Regions from separate parts of the Mus musculus genome. Here all the other regions are linked to region 1. Evidence: chromatin contacts called from public ChIA-PET and promoter capture Hi-C data. All regions are on one chromosome and are shown on one strand. Each heading gives the region's core, a stretch centred on a gene start, on an enhancer-like site or on the middle of the called end of the contact. The rest is flanking DNA. Distances are from core to core; before and after follow the strand shown.

Region 1 (2,700 bases), core at 52-2,551:
AGGGGATTTCTTTGACTCTTAGGGCAGCAGCGTTAGGATCTGAAATATACATGTTCACAATTGAACCTGTGGTTGCTGGCTATACTGTGCTGGTCTCGTGCCATGCATGAATTTGGCAGTCATTTAGGTCTTTGGAAAGAAGGGGAAGGAAAACCAATATTTCTTAGAATACTTCCCTCTCACACATATACATCACCATTTAACACTGCCCTGTGTGGTGCTGATAGATGACAGCCTTCATGGTCTCAAAAACCCTTACACACATTTCATGCCCGAACAATACAGAAGACACACGCGTTTCTGTGCCTTGTAACACATAGACACTAGCTAGGGTGATTTTTTTTTTTCCACACAGAACAAATATTTTTTAAATCAAAGTGAACCACTCAGTCAGTACTGCAGCTGTTGATGAACAGTGATTTGAGCCACAGCTGGGAGAAGTCACTGGCAGTGGGCTCAATCATCCCTGTGGTTGAAATAGGCGTTCAGAGCATCTCTCACAAGTCAGATGTGTTTCCATGGGTACATTCTCTTCCCGTACTCCCTGCCATCTCATTCTGCAAGTGCTGTTATCCTCCATCAAAGGCAAGGCAGCAGAGGCTCAGGGAGTGGCTGAAAATGTGTCAGACCCACCCAGCCAGTTTGGTCCGGCTGACACTGCCTCTCCACTCCTTCTTACTCTGGTCAGCAAACTGGATGTTATTTAACGTCTTGACCTAGATATGGATTTTGGGGACAAGAGTCAGGGATCAAGTCCCAGTTCTGGCCTTTTCCAGTTCTGTGACCTTAGACAGGTCAAGTCTATGCACTGTCTGCAGTTTATGCAGGTGTGTTCACAGTGCAAGCCACCCCATTTCCCAGTCTTTGTTAGAAACCACAGTTTACAAAAGAGGGCAGTAGCTTGAAAGAGACCAGAAAGGTGTAACAGCACAGGAAATGGAAAGTAACTACCAGTTTACTTTCTCTTCTAACCCAGAGCAGGTGTTTTGAGTTTTACAGTATTGTTAGGGAAGCTTTAGCAAGAGGGGAGCCCTTCTCCTAAAACAAAACAAAACAAAACAAAAAACAAAGTGCCTGCTTTTTCAGTTTCCACCAAAGACTCAAGAATTGCATTTTACATTATTGTAAAAAAAATTATAAGCCACATTACTGTTTTTGGAATAACCAAAATTCCTTCCACTTTTCTTTAAAACGTTTGTCCTATGCAGGGGTTGTGGCCATGCATGAGAAACAGCAGGTGGTGCCAGATGACAGGTGGTGTGGGAGCCGTCCCCGGTGGGAGGCGCGAGCTGGCGAGCAGGCTGGCAGCTGCCAGATCTTCTCTGCGCGCTGGCGCCTCGTTCTCAGAAGCTCCGGATCCAGGCACGCGAGGGCTGCTTTTTTCAGCACCACGCTCTGGCTGAGGAGGGAGGACTCCTGTTTGTCCTCCTCCTCTACATATTGGCTTGACTCTGCTCTGACCCCCACCAGTGCCGCACAGTAAGTAGGCATTTGTTTTTGTTGTAACCACTCCCCAGCACCCTCCCAGCCCTTACCACCCTGTCATCCCCACAACTCCGTTTGTCTAATTACGTCCCACCAGCCGGATTGACAGGAGAAATTCAGTTGTGCAGGGCTTTTGAGGGTGCGGTGAAATCAATCCTTGAGTTCAAAGGGAACTGGAGGGAAATAATGTGATTTGTTTATTTAGTTGGCAATCTTGCAATATGGGGGCTGCTAACTTTCCATGAAAAGAAAGAAAGGAAGGAAGAAAGAAAGAAAGAAAGAAAGAAAGAAAGAAAGAAAGAAGGAAGGAAGGAAGGAAGGAAGGAAGGAAGGAAGGAAGGAAGGAAGGAAGGAAGGAAGGAAAGAAAGAAGGAAAGAAAGAAAGAAAGAAAGAAAGAAAGAAAGAAAGAAAGAAAGAAAGAAAGAAAGAAAGAAAGAAAGAAAGAAAGAAAGAAAGAAAGGAAGGAAGGAAGGAAGGAAGGCCCTGGCTATTGAGGAAATGGAGCTATTTCATGGCTGAATAAGGAGATCAGGTTCAAGCCAGCCTCTTTCTGATGTAGAAACCTGGGTCTCGTGTACAATCTACATATTATGTAAAAGAGAGAGAGAGAGAGAGAGAGAGAGAGAGAGAGAGAGAGGGGGGTCTTGAGAGAGAGATTGACTGTATTTAATTGTGTTTTAGAGATTGGTGAAGAAAAGGCAAAATAGCGATGTGGGTGGTGAGATGAAATGTATCTTACTGCAGGGGGCCCAGAATAATGGAGTTTCCTTTTGTGCTAAGAACAATCTTGCCAGTGGGGCTCTAGGGATATGTTAGCCACAGTTTCTTGGTATTTTTTTTAAGCTCATTTAAAAAAAAAATGAAGGTCTGAGGTTTTGGGGGTTTTTTGGTTTGGGGGTTTGGGGGTTTGGGAGGGGCTCCCTAATTCGAGGGTTGGTGAACTCGGTGAGCAGTTAGCACATTCTGATGATTAATGAAGTTTCCCCGGACAATGGGAATCATGTCAGGAAATCTAGTGGGAGATTGATGGCTGTTGCCAGGTTGAATGCTGCTGCAGTTGAGCTGTCTCAGACCGTCCTCAGCCCCTCACATTCCCACTGTAACCAGAATCCTGCTGCTTGCCTTAGGTCTGGAATAAAAGCAGAAGCATGGTGAAGCTGAACAGCAACCCTGGAGAGAAGGGGGCCAAGCCGCCTTCCGTGGAGGATGGTTTC
Region 2 (2,700 bases), core at 17-2,516, 180 kb before region 1:
AAGGTGACTATTGCATGAGCTTCCTGCAAGTGACAATCATTTCTTAGTTACCTTGTTAGCCCTGGTGCCCAGATAGGGCGTGGCATGGTTTAGGAGTCCAGTCTGGAATGGAGGATACAATAAATGGATGCAGGAATCCTCCTGATAGCAGGAGCAGAGCTTTGGGTTTTCAAGACTGAGCTGTCAGCTTTCAGTAGAGCTGAAGATGAGTTGGAACTGCAAGGACGAACATGGGCGAACTACATGGGCGAACAGCTACCACTTGCATTCTAGAATCATACGGCCTTGTGTGGTTTTGAGACAGTCTTCCAGCTCTGTGGCTAGCCCCACTTGGGTACCTCTTCCAGAGTGTGGCTTTCGTGGAACCCATTGTCATTAGTGGGGGCTGCTGCTTGTACGGAATGGGGGTTGCAATATTCCTGCCTTTGTGCCTGAAGGCCACAGTCTTCTTTCTCTCCACCAAGGCTCGTCACACACTGCTGGCCTCACCCCAGCATCTGACCCAATTAATCTGGGATACGGCTAGGGAGAGTCATAGAGCAGATTATACTTGGTAAAAGGTGGGGAGGAGGAAAAGCAAAGAGAATTACAACAAAATCCCCAACTGAAATTCAACTACTTGGAGGTTCTAGCACAAAGCATACTAAGGCTTTATGCTACAGGTAAACAGGTCCAGAAAGCCCCCTTGTTTTCCACCCATCCCATGAGGACAGCTAAACACGGTATTGCTGAACAAAGCATTATCTAGCTTTAGCTTCAGAAAATGAGACCAAATTTTCCAACAAAATTGCCTTGATGAGGCTTCTGAATGCCCTTTCCTTAAGGTAGGAAAGTTTGAAAGAGAGATGGAAAACCGGACACCTGTTTTGTTACCCCAACTGGAAATAGGCTCAGCTATTTCCCCCAGGGTAGCATATGAATATTCTCACCTCCCACATTTGCTAAAACCCAAGAACTTTATTCTAGTTTTTAAAAAAATTATTACTATTATTTGAGTTTTTGAGATACTTACTGCGTAGCCCTGGGTAGCCTTGAACTCAGGGATCCCCCAGCCTCTGCCTCTGAGTGCTCAGCCCTCACAGCCTTGTTGTAAAGGTGCAGTACCCAGCACTGTAGTCAGAAAAGTGGCCAGACAAATGGAGCTAGCCCCTGAGAGTGAAAACACCAGTTTGCCAAACCCTAAACACAGAAACAAGTGGGGATTGGGGGAGTTTCTATCAGCCCGGCTCAAGAGCCAGGCTAACTCAGCAGCGAGGTCGCACTCCCTGCCCTGGAAAAATCAGAGCAGGGCACGTGACTGTGGGTAGCCAGGGAGACGGTTTTGAGCATTTTCCATTCGTGAACACAGATATGCCTCAAGCAGTACATGTGTCCCTCAAAATCTATGTTGAATCCCTGGCCTGGGTGTTCCACCCCTGATCTCCCGAGGGCAGAGGGTGAAGCCCTGCATAGCAGGTGAATATGGCACGTGGCTGCTCCATTCTCATAGTTTCACAATTTTCACATTTTGCTCAGTTTGCGTGAGATGTTCCAATGACAGATGACTAAGCCAAAAAACCGCTGTGGTTACCATGGCATCCTGCCATCCAACACAGCTGTGGAGCCACCCAGATTTGAAAGGAGTGTCCCGGGGGTCGGTCCCAGCTCTCAGATAGGTGTCTACAGAGGTCATCTGGCTCACTGTGCTGGGCGTGACTTGGCATCTGCTGAGCAAACACACGGCATCTTCCTGGGAGGCCACCTTGACACACTTTGGCCCAACCTGTTCTCCTGAAGCTGGGGTTTTGTAAGAGGCCAAATTCCAGGCTGGGGCAGAATAAACAAGAGTACATGGCTAATGATTGTTGAGTTTGCCTGGAACACAACTGACTGCACATTTCAGAGGAGACTTTCCGACCCCACCTGACCTATGCCTACTAAACAGTAGTGAAGCTATGAACAACCAGGGGCTTCCAGGTCCCCATGGTGTCTGCTGGTGATTTCTCTCTGTCCTTTGAAGAGTAATAGAGACATACCTGTTATCAATTTGGAGTTCTCTGTCTTAATCTGCTTAACAAGTAAATAATATTTTTCTGCTTAAAACCTTACACCCATCTATCACTTCACAGTCTTCAAAAAGATTCCCAATTCTACCCTGGTTTCAGTTTTGGGAGAGTGGGAATGGTAGTCCAAGCTCAGAGAGGGCCCAAGGACACACAGCCAGGAGATGTCTGGGTCAGAAGTTGAGATTTTTTTTACAAGCAAGTCAGGCAAAAACAGTGCTTATATTTGGTCTTTTGGCTTGGGAGATAAACTTCCTCTCTTGGTAGAGATGCTGGGTCTAGAGTTGGAGGGTATGGGAGGGAACCAATGTATTTCCACCTCGGAGGTAGCTCAGAATATTGCCTCCACCTTCTGTTTAAATATAGCCACAGCCCTCCAATTGCAGTATCTATTTACCCTCTTTGGGGTTCTGGAGACCTCATACTTCTTAAGCATACACGCACCAGTGAGCCCCATGCTCAGCCCCCCGAGAAGTCAGAGAAAGCAGCCAGCGGTTAGACAGTTGTTTCTGGCCTGCTACCATCCTGCTGTCTAGATCTGAGCTTTCTAACCACTTACGACTTTGCACTTGAGAGTCTTCAAAACACACACACACACACACACACACACACACACACACACACACACACTCATGTACACATAAACACATATTTTAGG
Region 3 (2,700 bases), core at 147-2,646, 220 kb after region 1:
GGCGATAGGAGGGAGGGCCCTGACTGTCCCTTAATGGGAGACCCAAACCAGCACCTCTAGACCCCGAGGGGAGCTATACTGGCTCACCCAAGTGGACTTCCCAGTAAGGCTCCTGCAGAGGAGCTAGCCAGCCATGGAGGCTGCCTGGAGTTCTGTGGACTGGTGCCAGAACCTGTACTACCCTACCCTGTACTGTACTGGACCTACCCGACACCCTTGCCCTCTTACCCGGATTGCCCAGAATGACCCTGGTAAGCATAGGGCTCAGCCTCTGCAACCTCTTGAGAACTGGCCAGCTGCTGAGTTCCCCAGCATCCTCTAGGCTTAAGGGCGGGGGCAAGGGGCTGAGGCTCGCCCCATGGAGGTGGGGAGCACCTAGCCTGGGACTGCCCCGACTTCTTAGCTGGTCTAAACCTGAAAAGCCAGTTTCATCCTAGAATCTTCTCCCGGCTTCAACAGGAAGTGGGGAGGGGGGGCTTTCCCAGGACAGAGCGGGGGGCCTCCGGATCCAGGCCCCGCCCACGCAGACAGACACACTACTCCAAGAGGCACACGGAGCAGGAACTCTGGTCCGGACTATCTGAGCGGAAAGAAAGCCTAGGGGGAGTCCCTTGACCGTTCTCCACCCAGCTCTACTAGCGTGCTCCCAGCAGGACAGACAGGCCCTCTCGCCTATCCCTGAGCCCTTGGGGTCCGCGGTCACCCCACCGCGCCCAGGCCTACTTCAAGATCCCGACTGTGGCCTCGGGCTCGCCCCCGGGGCCACTGTACAGGGCAGGAGATGTCTTTGGAGGCACTTCCCGAGTTTGCCGATGCGAACCGGGCTGAAACGGGCCGAGCAGGCCCAGCCGAGCTCCCCGGCCCGCAGCTGCCACTGTTACTCCCGTGAGTGGGAGGAAGCGGACCCTGTGGCCCGAAGTCGCGCTCTCTGTGCAGAGTTTCAGACGCCACCTTCGGGGCCCTGGGAGCACGGAGGGCATGGGGTGTGGGGGCTGGCAGCGGAGGGGCCGCTCAGGGCGGCTGCGGCCCCCGGACTCCTGTCCCCGGGGACCCGGCGGGGCTGCTACTCCGCTGCCCCGCCCGCCAGGCCGCGCCGATCCGACCACGGGCTATTTCTGTGGGGCGCCGGGCTGGAATCCGGGCCGCGCCGCCTGCGCCGGCGCTCGGGAAACTCCGCGCACCGACTGCCAGCGATCGGCGGACACGCGCCAGAACGCAAGCTCCGCACTCGCCCGCCCGGAACCCCGCGCAAAGACCCCGGCCGCCACTCACCGCCGTAGGGTCCTCAGAAGGGTCTGCACCGGCTGCTGCCGCCGCTGCGGGCCGGGAGGGCGCCCGCGCCTAGTCCCTGCCTGCGCCGCCCGCGCGCCGGCCCGACCCGTCCGCCTGGGAATGCCACGGGCCGAGGGGCGTGCGCGCCGGGGGCGGGCCCGGCAGAGGGGCGGCCGCCTGACTCAGGGCTGAGGAATGCGCGCCGCCCGCTGCCAGCCCCGGGCGCCTCCTCCGGGAAGACCTCCGGCTGTGCTCTGCCAGGGGTCCCGCAGAGACACCTGTAGCTGGGAGTCGGGCTCGCCAGCGACCACCTTAATCATAACATCTGTCTTGGACTCGCCTTTCCATACTCCTTCATCTTGTGCTGCCCCTGTGCTTGGGAAGAGAGGAAGGGGACCTCCAAAGCAAGAGGGTGGCGTGGGAAGGGACCTAAAAGGCAGATTGAACGCCCCTTCCGAAGGCACGCACTGGCACATCACTGAGGGTCCCGAAGCTCTCACTTGTCCTGTGCACACGCGCCTGATCTTTCTAACAAACATTCATGCATTCAGGCCTCTCGCACCTGTTTACACAGACACGTGCGCACACCTATTCAAAATGCACTTCCATGGGCTCACACTCTCTACCCTAACACATTTATAAGTGTGCACACTCACGTTCATACACTGATACACCATTTCACAGGAACCGCAGCTCAGCAATTACCCCTTCCCCTACTTCTTTCCCAGCAGGTACAAGGGTTAGACTACACCTGCCACCCCTCAAGCCATTACATCCGCGCATGCGCTCACTCTTCTCTCTTCAGCCTCAGTGCTCACGTATAACGTCAGGCACGGTTCATCACTCTGTATACTGGACAGGAAGTGCTTCTTTTGCTCTCGGCTGAGGCTGAAGGCTGAGGGAGAAGAAAGCTGTCGTGGTGCAGATGTTCTGGGCTCCTGTAACCCACACATGCCAAGCCAGAGATGGGACAGTCTTCATGCCTAGCATTCTTGACTCATGCTAGGAATAAGCAGGGTCTGGACGCCCAAACTGGGCTGGCTGGAGGTGCGGGGGTTGCATCCTTTCTGGAAAATCAGGGAACCGGCCACAGGAACCGGGCATCTGGTGCCTGTAGGTCCCTACTCCTTCCTGCTGTGGATGCTGCAGGGTCACCTAGACCTTTGTTGAGACCTAGAAATCTATTACCAGCTGCAAGAAGTCCTACAGGAGACTCACTGTGAAGACACACCCAGGGGTCAGTCGTCTTTTCTTACAGAAAGAATTCTTCTGTGTTTATTTTTATCTCTGTGTGTGGTTGCAGGTGCCCACACATGCCAGAGGGGGCATCAGATCCTCCTGGAACTGTAGTTATAGGCAGTTGTGAGCTGTCCAGTGTGTGTGCTGGGAGCCAAGCTCTGGTCCTCTGTAAAGGCAGAAAGCTCTCTT
Region 4 (2,700 bases), core at 139-2,638, 240 kb after region 1:
CTGATGTAGACCCAAGCACAGATAGGCAGCTGGGCAGAATAGGGCTTATCTCTACAGAGAAGAGATGGGTAGAAGAGGGAAGCTGTAAGGCCCCATAGAATGTTAATGGTAGGAAGCACAAAGCACCTCCCTTTATGTACCTTGCTGGTGGTGGTGGAGCACCACAGGTGTAACTTGTGCAGCTATCAATCAGAGGACATGCAGTGACTACCCAGCCAAGCCCAAATATTCCTCCATGGCGAACCTTTTCCTCCAAATTCTCAGTGGTTGACACATATTTACAGCTCAACATGCTCAGGCACGGCAGCATACAGCATCTCAAACCATCACACATTCTATGTGCTCTACCTGCAAATCCAGACCTCTCAGCAAAACAAGGCCAGAGCTCCCAGACAACCAGCACCTGAGGAGGTGTCTTGGTCGCTCTCCTTACAGCTTCTACCTGGGCAGTATCATCCATGTTTCTCCAACATAGAGAACCCTGGGTGTGCTGCATATTCTTCCTGCCCTCATTTCCATCTCCATCACTCAAGTCCAGCCATTCTCAGGACCCTGGCACTTAAGTTTGCCATGGCCTCTCTTCCCAGACACCTTGTGACTTTCTCGTAACTCCAATCTCAAGTGTACACTCTCAGTGAGGTATCCTGGCCCCACCTTCACTCTGGCCCCTCACCCTATACCCTGTACTCATGACCACAGGATACTACCAGTTTGCTACCTAATACTGCCCTAACCAACCACACCAGGTATATGGAAGGTTTGCATGGGCACACGAAGCACTCATGAGTGGAAGGTGGGGAGAACCTAGAGTCAGGCAGTGGTCTGCAGGAACACTGTCTTCCCAGAACTCATCCCGTAGAGAGGTAGCCCTGTGGGTTGTCCCTATAGACCCACACCCAGGAGGAAAGGGTTGTGTGAAGGAGGAGTTCCTCCCACCCATGGCTCAGCCACACAGTCCTGGTGCTAAGTGCCAACAACATGTGCTTATTAAATAGAATCTGTTCAGGTCTATATGCTGAGTGGGCAAAAAGTATGTTAGCACATTTCTGAAATGCAATTATACAAATGCTATAAAGAAAAGCAACTGCTCAGGCAAAGCCCCTGTGACTTGCACTTATTCTGCCTGAGAAAGGCATTTCCTGTCATCTGCCCCAACCCAGTCAAGCTCGGAAGAGCCAAGCAGACAGGTAGCCTCCTTCATCCAGTGCGGGAAAGATAACCTAACGCTTCATAACTCCATTCTCAAAACAGGACCCATCCCTTGGTTCCCAAACTGCCACAGCACCTTCCCTCATCTTGTTTTCTGGGCTGCCTCCCACCCAGAAGAGCGGCCAAGAAGCTTTTCCCATCACCACCCACTCTGCTGCTATTCTCAGCTCCCAGTGTGGGAGTGGCCAAGGACAGGGCAGACTAGGAGTTAAAGGGGATGTGGCGAGAGTTCTTCCTGCCTGGGTCAAAGGTGAAATGTTTGGATACTGTGGGAGAAACAAGGTCCTTGCTCCAGGCTCAGAAAACACACTTTTGTTTTCTCTTTCCTCCCACCCCCATCGCTTTCTTTTTCCAAGACAGGGTCTATGTGTTGGGTCTCCATATGTAGGCTGGATTCCAACTCACAGAGATGTGCCTGCCTCCGCCTTTCGGGAGCTGGGAGTAGAGATGTATGCTGCCACACCCCACTCACTATTTTCCTATTTATTTATTGACAGAATTTTGTTGTGTACCCCAAGCTGGCCTCAAGCTTGTGATCCTCGTGCCTCTACCTCTCAAATGCTAAGATTCTCAGCATGGCCCACAATAGCTGCCAAGGACTATTACAGCCTCTTCCCTGAAGCCTCCAGCAAGACAAGAGCTCTAAGTTCTGAGTTTCCCCAGAGGGTCGCCGGGACTCTAGCCAACAGCTCCAAATACAAAACCAAAAACAAGTCTTTTTCTCCTTCAAGCAGAGAATAGCAGAGGGGAAAGGAAATGGGAGAGCACATCTGTGACCCTCCCCAGGATCTCTGTTTAATGCAAGCCACCTCATGGCTCCAAACCATCTATGCCTGTGTCTCCCAGGGCCTCAGAACCACTGAGGATGGGTGTACAGATGGGCACCACAGGCTGTGGCTGAGCCTAGAGGACAATGGTGGTTCACTGGGGAGGTTCACGGGGGTTGGGGGAGGAACAAACTTTAAAGTCTGTTAAAAGCAGGGTTTAATGTCAAGATGTGGGTCAAAGACACAGGCTCTCTGAGGTCAACACTCTTGGCTTTTCTAAAAATTGGCCCTAACCAAGTCTGTGTGTACAGTTTCCAGGAGGGAATGCAAAGCTCACAACCAACCTTGAGAAACACTGCATCTGGAAACCCTCTCAGCATTCACACTGATGGGAAAAAGCAAGAGAGGAAAGGGTTACACTGTGCTGCGCTGTGGTCATGCCCATGCAAATACCAGCCAGGCTCCTCTAATCAACTTATGGTCACAACAGGAAGAAATAGCAGGTCCTATTTTTGAGCTCTCTTATTTAGGGTATAGTACAGGGTGGCTATTGAAACAACATAGAATCAGAATTAAATACCAAGAGTCCTATCATTTCAAACACAGCTGATTCTGGTCCACCCAGGACCTCAGTGATGTGGTGACAACCATGTGCTAGGTACAGCTCTAAGTAGTGTTTCGGGCACCTGGGGCACAGCAAAAGAGGAAACAAATTACAGCCTTG
Region 5 (2,700 bases), core at 45-2,544, 200 kb after region 1:
GTGCGTACAACAAGCTTGGCATAGGGGATAAGAGTTTTAAGTAGGATAACCATGATTGAGGGAGGGAGGGAGGGAGGGAGGGAGGGAGAGAGGGAGGGAGGGAGAGGGAGGAGAGGGAGAGAGAGAGAGAGGGAGGGAGGGAGAGAGAGAGAGAGAGAGAGAGAGAGAGAGAGACACGGTTGTTGTTCTTCCAGAGGGCCAAATTTGATTCCCAGCACTCACACGATGTTTCTCAGTGCCCAGAAGAAATACACGCCGAAAATGACCCATACACATAGGATTTTAAAAATGAGGCAAGTGATTAAAGTAGCTATCCAGGGAATGTGACGGGAGCAAAGAAAAAAGAAAAAGCCCACAGTGCTGCCTACACAGCGTCCTCATAAGAACAGTTGTTACAGGGACTGGTGGTGTAAAAGAACACGAGGACTAGAGATCAGCGCATGGCAAGGCTGCCCTTGACAGCTCCGAGGACCACAGGTCCCGCCTAGATTTGTTTTGTTTAGACAACTTCCCTCTGTAGTCCCTGCTCTCCCATACAGACCTAGCTCTCGATTCAGATCCAACTGCCTCTGCCTCCTGTGTGCTGAGATTAAAGGTGTGTGCCACCAAGCCAAAGCTTCACTTCACTTTTTATTCTATTTGTGTGTGTGTGTGTGTTGGAGTTGGAGTTGGTTTTTGTGCGGGGAGGGGGTTGGTGGGTTTTTTGGTTGGTTGGTTGGTTGGATTTTTGAGACAGGGTTTCTCTGTATAGCCCTGGCTGTTCTGGAACTCACTCTGGCCAGGCTGGCCTCGAACTCAGAGATCCGCCTGCCTCTGCCTACCAAGCGCTGGGATTAAAGGCGTGCACCATCATGCCCGGCTTCCACCTTACTTTAAAGTGGACCTTTTAGGCAATTTTTTGGAATGGAGCCCATGGCATAATCTCAAGTGACTGCGAAGCGACCTGGCTGGGGCAACAGCACGCGAGTGGCAACGGCAGGCCCCAGGCAGCAGGAGGCGCCCGCCTCCCAGCGTCACCTTGTTGGGTGATGCCGTGCACGGGGACAGGTGTCTTGCGCGAAACGATAGCAACGCTGGCCTTCCTTGACAACCAGCCCAGACCGAAGAGAAGCTCAGCAGCGGGGAACAGAATAGCTCGTAGCTCCCGCGCCGCTCGCACCACCAACGTGACCTGCTCTATCCAGCCAATAACCTGCTGTCTGCACGCTCCCAGCCTCCCGAAGACTCGCACATTTCATTGGCTACTGAAGCCACGCAGTATACCATTGGCTAAGCTATCTCGTCGGGGCGGGACACAATCACTGCGCACGCGCCTTTTGCTTATCAACCTGGAAGGCAGGGCAGGCTGGAGGAGCGCCGGAAAGCAACACTAGTCTAGTAGTAGGCAGTCCTGGAGGACCCGGAGGCTGAGGATCGGCCGGAGGTGCCGGAGGACGACGAGGATGATGAGGAGACATTGCCCCATTCCGAGGCTGTGGACGTGTTCCAAGAAGGTCTCGCCATGGTGGTGCAAGACCCGCTGCTCTGCGACCTTCCGATCCAGGTGCGAGACAGGGCTCTGGGGTGTGGATGGGCGCTGGTGGTCCCACCAGAGAAAGACGCTTCTGCGCATAAGTGGAACGCTTAGGGTGAGGAGCCCCTCTGAGCCGTGAAGTTTGAATTAAACAAACACTAAGATATGAACTCAGGATGAGTGTGACAAGTCTTTTCCTTTTGCCTGAAACTTCAGTATGCGTGACTTAGTAGTTAATGTATTCTTTAACCTTGCCAATCAAAGGTGTTTTTATTTAACGTCTGTGTGCGCACAGAACTGGGAGCCAAACTGAGAACCTTTCGAATGCTAAATAAGTGCTCTACCACTGAGTTACACAAGTTTATTTGTACTTCCCTCTGTGTTTTATTAAAACATCTCTTGTCTGGCCAGACCTTTAATCTCAGCACCCGGGATGCCGAGGCAAGGGAATCTCTGTGAGTTTGAGGCCAGCCTGATACATTGAGAGCTCCAGGCCAGCCAAGGGTCTGGAGTAGTGGGTCTCTGCCTCAAAACAAACAAAAGACATTTTGTTATCAAAGGTTTTAGGTAGCCGGTCAGTTGCACCCTGGACCTGAGGTACAGGCCTGGAGCCTCTTGATACAATACTCTCAGGATCGCCAGGCCCAGTGTTAATTGAAAATCCTAACACACAATAGGTGTCTTAGTCAGAGTTTTACTGCTGTGAACAGACAGTGTGACCAAGGCAACTCCTTTTTTTTTTTTTTCCTTTAAAGTTTATTCAATACAACCTAATCTCCAACTTCACTGAGGTGGCTGACCACGTGGACTCTTATAAGGACATTTAATTGGGGCTGGCTTACATGTTCAGAGGTTCAGTCCATTATCATCAAGGCAAGAGCATGGCAGCATCTAGGCAGGCATGGTGCAGGGGGAGCTGAGAGTTCTACATCTTCATCTGAAAGCTGCTAGCAGAATATTGGCAGCAAGGATGAGGGTCTTAAAGCCCAAGCCCATAGTGACACACCTACTCCAGCAAGCTACACCTATTGTAACTGGGCCACACCTTCTAATAGTGCCACACCCTGGGCTGAGCATATGCAAACCATAACAGTAGGCAAGCTTGGTTCCCTTTTTTGATCAGGGCCACTGACAGGTAGGTATATATCATCTATAACTAGGGAGACATTAAGGCATCAGGTGTCTCC
Region 6 (2,715 bases), core at 102-2,601, 130 kb before region 1:
GCTTTTCTCTATGTATGTCTCCATTCAAGATTCCTCTCTGGTGCTTCCAATCTTCAATGTCAAATCTTTCGAGCAGTGGCTCTCAACCTTCCTAATGCTGCGACCCTTTCATACAGTTACTCGTGCTGTGGTGACCCCTCCCCACCATAAAATTACTTTTGTTGCTACTTCATAACTGTAATTTTGCTACTGTTATGAATTGTAATGTGAACATCTGTGTTTTCTGAGGGTCTTAGGCAATCCCTGTGAAAGGGTCATTGGACACCTCCCTGAAGGCATCACAACCCAGTTGTTGAGAACTACTGTTTTAAGCACTGATTTAGAGACATAAGCCACCAATGTAATATAATGCCATATAAAAGCATGAGCGGTATCGAGGGTCATGTATGCCTGTAAAAAGAGATTCCGAAGGCAGAGTAGGTAGGTTGGAGACTTACTCCTAAAACGAAATGAGAGTTTGCCAAGAGGAGACGACAAAGGCGTGGAAAAAGGCACAGAGAATACTGCCCACAGGACAATACGGAGTTTGGTCTTTATTCTCCAGGTAACGGACTGCCATTTTTAAAAAGGTATGAGCACAACAGGACCGTGACTGGAATTTCGTTTTTAGAAAAATCCCTCCGTTCTGCTTGGAAGGTGGAGTAGAAAGCTAATAGTTGGTGGCTCAGCCATGGACGCCTACAGCATCTGCATCTCAAAGGGAGGATGGGAGAGTAGGTGGTTCGGGTGGAGGAATGGAGACTGAAGGGAATCCCTCCGGAGACGTGCGTTCAGGATAAGGACTATGCAGTTCTAGGCACAGCACAGATGCCGGGAAAACCCGCCTCTCCTTCCATCCCTCGGGGGCGGAGCTCGGGCCAGAGCACGTGATGCCCGGGGCACCCACCTTTACTCAGGGCAGGCCTCTCGTTTATTCTAGGTTTCATGGGTTGCCACTTCGACCCCCAACACTTTAGCTCAGTGTTTCAGTGTGCAAGATGTCCATTCTCTTCCGAGCGTCTCTCTACGGACTTCCTAAGAAGCCTGCTTTGGGAACATAAATCGCAAAGGAATCTTTGCCCATAAAAAAGATGGCGGTGCACCGCTTGCACTGGGTGCGCAGACCCGAGGCCGACGCCGGCCCCGCTGGGCGAGGCGCAGGCGGAAGAGGCGGCTCTGAGATGACCAGAGACCTTCCTGGGTGGAGCTCTGAGGCTGGGAGGCGTGGCCTAGTCGGGATTGTGGTGTCGGATTGGTCTTCCGGCTGCTAGGCGTGGCCTCCGCAGCACCCCGCCCCTCCCTCATCGAACCGGAAGTGTCTCTCGGTCTTTCCAGCTGGTTGTCATTTCACTCGGCTCGGTCCTGAGGAGAAGGACTCAGCCGCGGCTGCGGGACCTGGGCACCGGAGGCAGTGGCGGCGGCGGCGGCGGCGGCAGCGGCGACAGCAGAGGAAGACGAGGAGGAAGAAGGAAGAAAAAGAAGAGCCAGACGGAGTCCGCAACGACGACAGCTGGGACTGCGGGACCGGGGAAAAGCGGCGGCGGCGGCGGCCCAGCAACCGTGAGGAGAAACAAAAGCCTTCTAAATTATAGTTTCCAATCAGTCTAGGGGAAAAGAGAGCGCGAGCCGAGGGGGGAGGCTTTTCTCCTGTAGAGTAACTACGGTAGCGGGGTTTTCCTTTTTGTCCATCCCCCTTCCCCCTCCCCCCGGCGGAGAATCGAACTGAGAGAACTGAACAAACCGCCCCTGGGTCCCATGAGGGAAAAAAATCCCGGAGCCGCAGAGAGGGGAAGAGGCAGAAACCGCAGGACCTTCCAGGTCGCCCCCTTGCTCCCCGCACCCCCGGGCCGCCAGCTTGCCCTTGTCCAGTCTCGCTAATCCCTCCTGATCGCGACACCCCCCAGAGGGAGAAACGGGTGTTTCCAACCCCTTTCATGGGGGAAAGGAGGCCGAGGGGAGCCCAAGAACAGCAAACGCAGCAAGATCTGCACCCGGAGCCCAAGGAACAGCCCCAGAGGCCCACACTGCACCCTACAAAAGAACAGAAACAGGACCAGGAACAGCAGAAATCTCCCTGCAATCATCTTTCCTTTAGTCAAGGCTGATTTCCTCTTTGGCAACCAGAAATTCACCTCCCGCCCCAGATAACCTAATATAATCTATCTATATATAAATATATAATATATAATGTTCTTAAATTATTCCTGATTTTTTTAACCAAGCTGCCAAGAAAAGAACGTATTCACCCCTTAATCCTATTCTAATTTTTATGTGAATCTAAACTGCTGAGGAAGACCATATGTGATTGTTAAATTTTATATATATATATTTTTACTCCGCACAATGCTTATTCTTCTATATCCATAGATGCTTGAGAAGCTGTGTTTTTGTCATTCATGAACATTTTCCTTTGGAAAAAGAAAGCGCCTATTTTACTAACCAAAGACTTGATTTTTACCTTTTTCCTTTTTTATTCCTTCCTTGAAATAAGCCCAATTGGATTCATATCAATATTTTAAGAGGTTTTTTTTTTTAGGTTCTTTTCCATTCAGAGAGACCAGAATTCCAAATCAGAGATACGTAGGGTGATAAGCTGTGATCTTTGAGTTAGCTATAAATAAGATACTTCAAGCAAACATATTTGAGATACAGGGGAGGAAAGACGTGAGACATTAGGTTGTCTTTTTTTTATTGTGAGATTCTGATCCTAAAAATAATAAATGGGGGATTACGGGT

What was found. Promoter capture Hi-C pulls out the DNA fragments that hold promoters and counts their contacts. ChIA-PET counts read pairs in DNA pulled down with a chosen protein or histone mark. Capture Hi-C pulls out chosen DNA fragments and counts their contacts.
Region 2: a contact with region 1 is called in a promoter capture Hi-C map of liver. The contact joins the promoter of D630024D03Rik here to the promoter of Nsg2 in region 1. A contact is called at or near these places in 3 of 39 promoter capture datasets (hippocampal neurons, pre-B cells and stem cell-derived epiblast-like cells), 1 of 115 datasets of contacts at active chromatin or transcription factors (memory CD8 T cells) and 1 of 9 other capture datasets (liver).
Region 3: a contact with region 1 is called in a promoter capture Hi-C map of hippocampal neurons, with 4 times the contacts expected there. The contact joins the promoter of Rhbdf1 here to the promoter of Nsg2 in region 1. A contact is called at or near these places in 7 of 39 promoter capture datasets (the C10 cell line, cranial neural crest, hippocampal neurons and 3 more), 10 of 484 Hi-C or Micro-C datasets (the N1E-115 cell line, Sertoli cells, cardiomyocytes and 6 more), 9 of 115 datasets of contacts at active chromatin or transcription factors (double positive thymocytes, embryonic basal ganglia, embryonic forebrain and 6 more) and 1 of 9 other capture datasets (liver).
Region 4: a promoter capture Hi-C map of hippocampal neurons shows a contact between it and region 1, with 1.8 times the contacts expected there. The contact joins the enhancer-like site here to the promoter of Nsg2 in region 1. A contact is called at or near these places in 4 of 39 promoter capture datasets (the C10 cell line, hippocampal neurons and pre-B cells), 16 of 484 Hi-C or Micro-C datasets (the AML12 cell line, B cells, LSK cells and 12 more), 6 of 115 datasets of contacts at active chromatin or transcription factors (embryonic basal ganglia, embryonic forebrain, embryonic hindbrain and 3 more) and 2 of 9 other capture datasets (liver and pancreatic islet).
Region 5: a promoter capture Hi-C map of second pharyngeal arch cranial neural crest shows a contact between it and region 1. The contact joins the promoter of Snrnp25 here to the promoter of Nsg2 in region 1. A contact is called at or near these places in 9 of 39 promoter capture datasets (the C10 cell line, cranial neural crest, embryonic stem cells and 6 more), 4 of 484 Hi-C or Micro-C datasets (CD8 T cells, the N1E-115 cell line, double positive thymocytes and 1 more), 10 of 115 datasets of contacts at active chromatin or transcription factors (SST interneurons, T-cell acute lymphoblastic leukemia, embryonic basal ganglia and 7 more) and 2 of 9 other capture datasets (liver and pancreatic islet).
Region 6: an RNA polymerase II ChIA-PET map of memory CD8 T cells shows a contact between it and region 1, with 181 read pairs. The contact joins the promoter of Cpeb4 here to the promoter of Nsg2 in region 1. A contact is called at or near these places in 7 of 484 Hi-C or Micro-C datasets (CD4 T cells, the HPC-7 cell line, embryonic stem cells and 4 more) and 1 of 115 datasets of contacts at active chromatin or transcription factors (memory CD8 T cells).

The regions. Positions count from the first base shown.
Region 1 is chr11:31,999,118-32,001,817 of GRCm38.p6, forward strand. It overlaps Nsg2 (neuron specific gene family member 2), which reads left to right and starts at 1,302. Exons shown (of 5, transcript NM_008741.4): 1 at 1,302-1,479; 2 at 2,614-2,700. The coding sequence starts at 2,635.
Region 2 is chr11:31,823,281-31,825,980 of GRCm38.p6, forward strand. It overlaps D630024D03Rik (RIKEN cDNA D630024D03 gene), which reads right to left and starts at 1,267. Exons shown (of 4, transcript NR_102314.1): 1 at 1,013-1,267.
Region 3 is chr11:32,220,897-32,223,596 of GRCm38.p6, forward strand. It overlaps Rhbdf1 (rhomboid 5 homolog 1), which reads right to left and starts at 1,397. Exons shown (of 18, transcript NM_010117.2): 1 at 1,273-1,397.
Region 4 is chr11:32,242,388-32,245,087 of GRCm38.p6, forward strand. All of the region lies in intron 6 of Nprl3 (nitrogen permease regulator-like 3), which reads right to left. Among named protein-coding and RNA genes, the nearest start is that of Mpg, 17 kb to the left of the region's middle. RefSeq lists an enhancer at 2,641-2,700. Within about 2 kb of position 1,389, at least 40 of the 459 cell types and tissues checked have an H3K27ac peak or open chromatin away from gene starts, as enhancers often do. A contact at or near this core is called in cerebral cortex, cortical neurons, hippocampal neurons and 1 more, where this site is marked.
Region 5 is chr11:32,204,121-32,206,820 of GRCm38.p6, forward strand. Snrnp25 (small nuclear ribonucleoprotein 25 (U11/U12)) reads left to right here and starts at 1,295. Exons shown (of 5, transcript NM_030093.3): 1 at 1,295-1,543. The coding sequence starts at 1,502. It also overlaps a transcript of Il9r not described here.
Region 6 is chr11:31,869,589-31,872,303 of GRCm38.p6, forward strand. It overlaps Cpeb4 (cytoplasmic polyadenylation element binding protein 4), which reads left to right and starts at 1,352. Exons shown (of 10, transcript NM_026252.4): 1 at 1,352-2,715. The coding sequence starts at 2,700.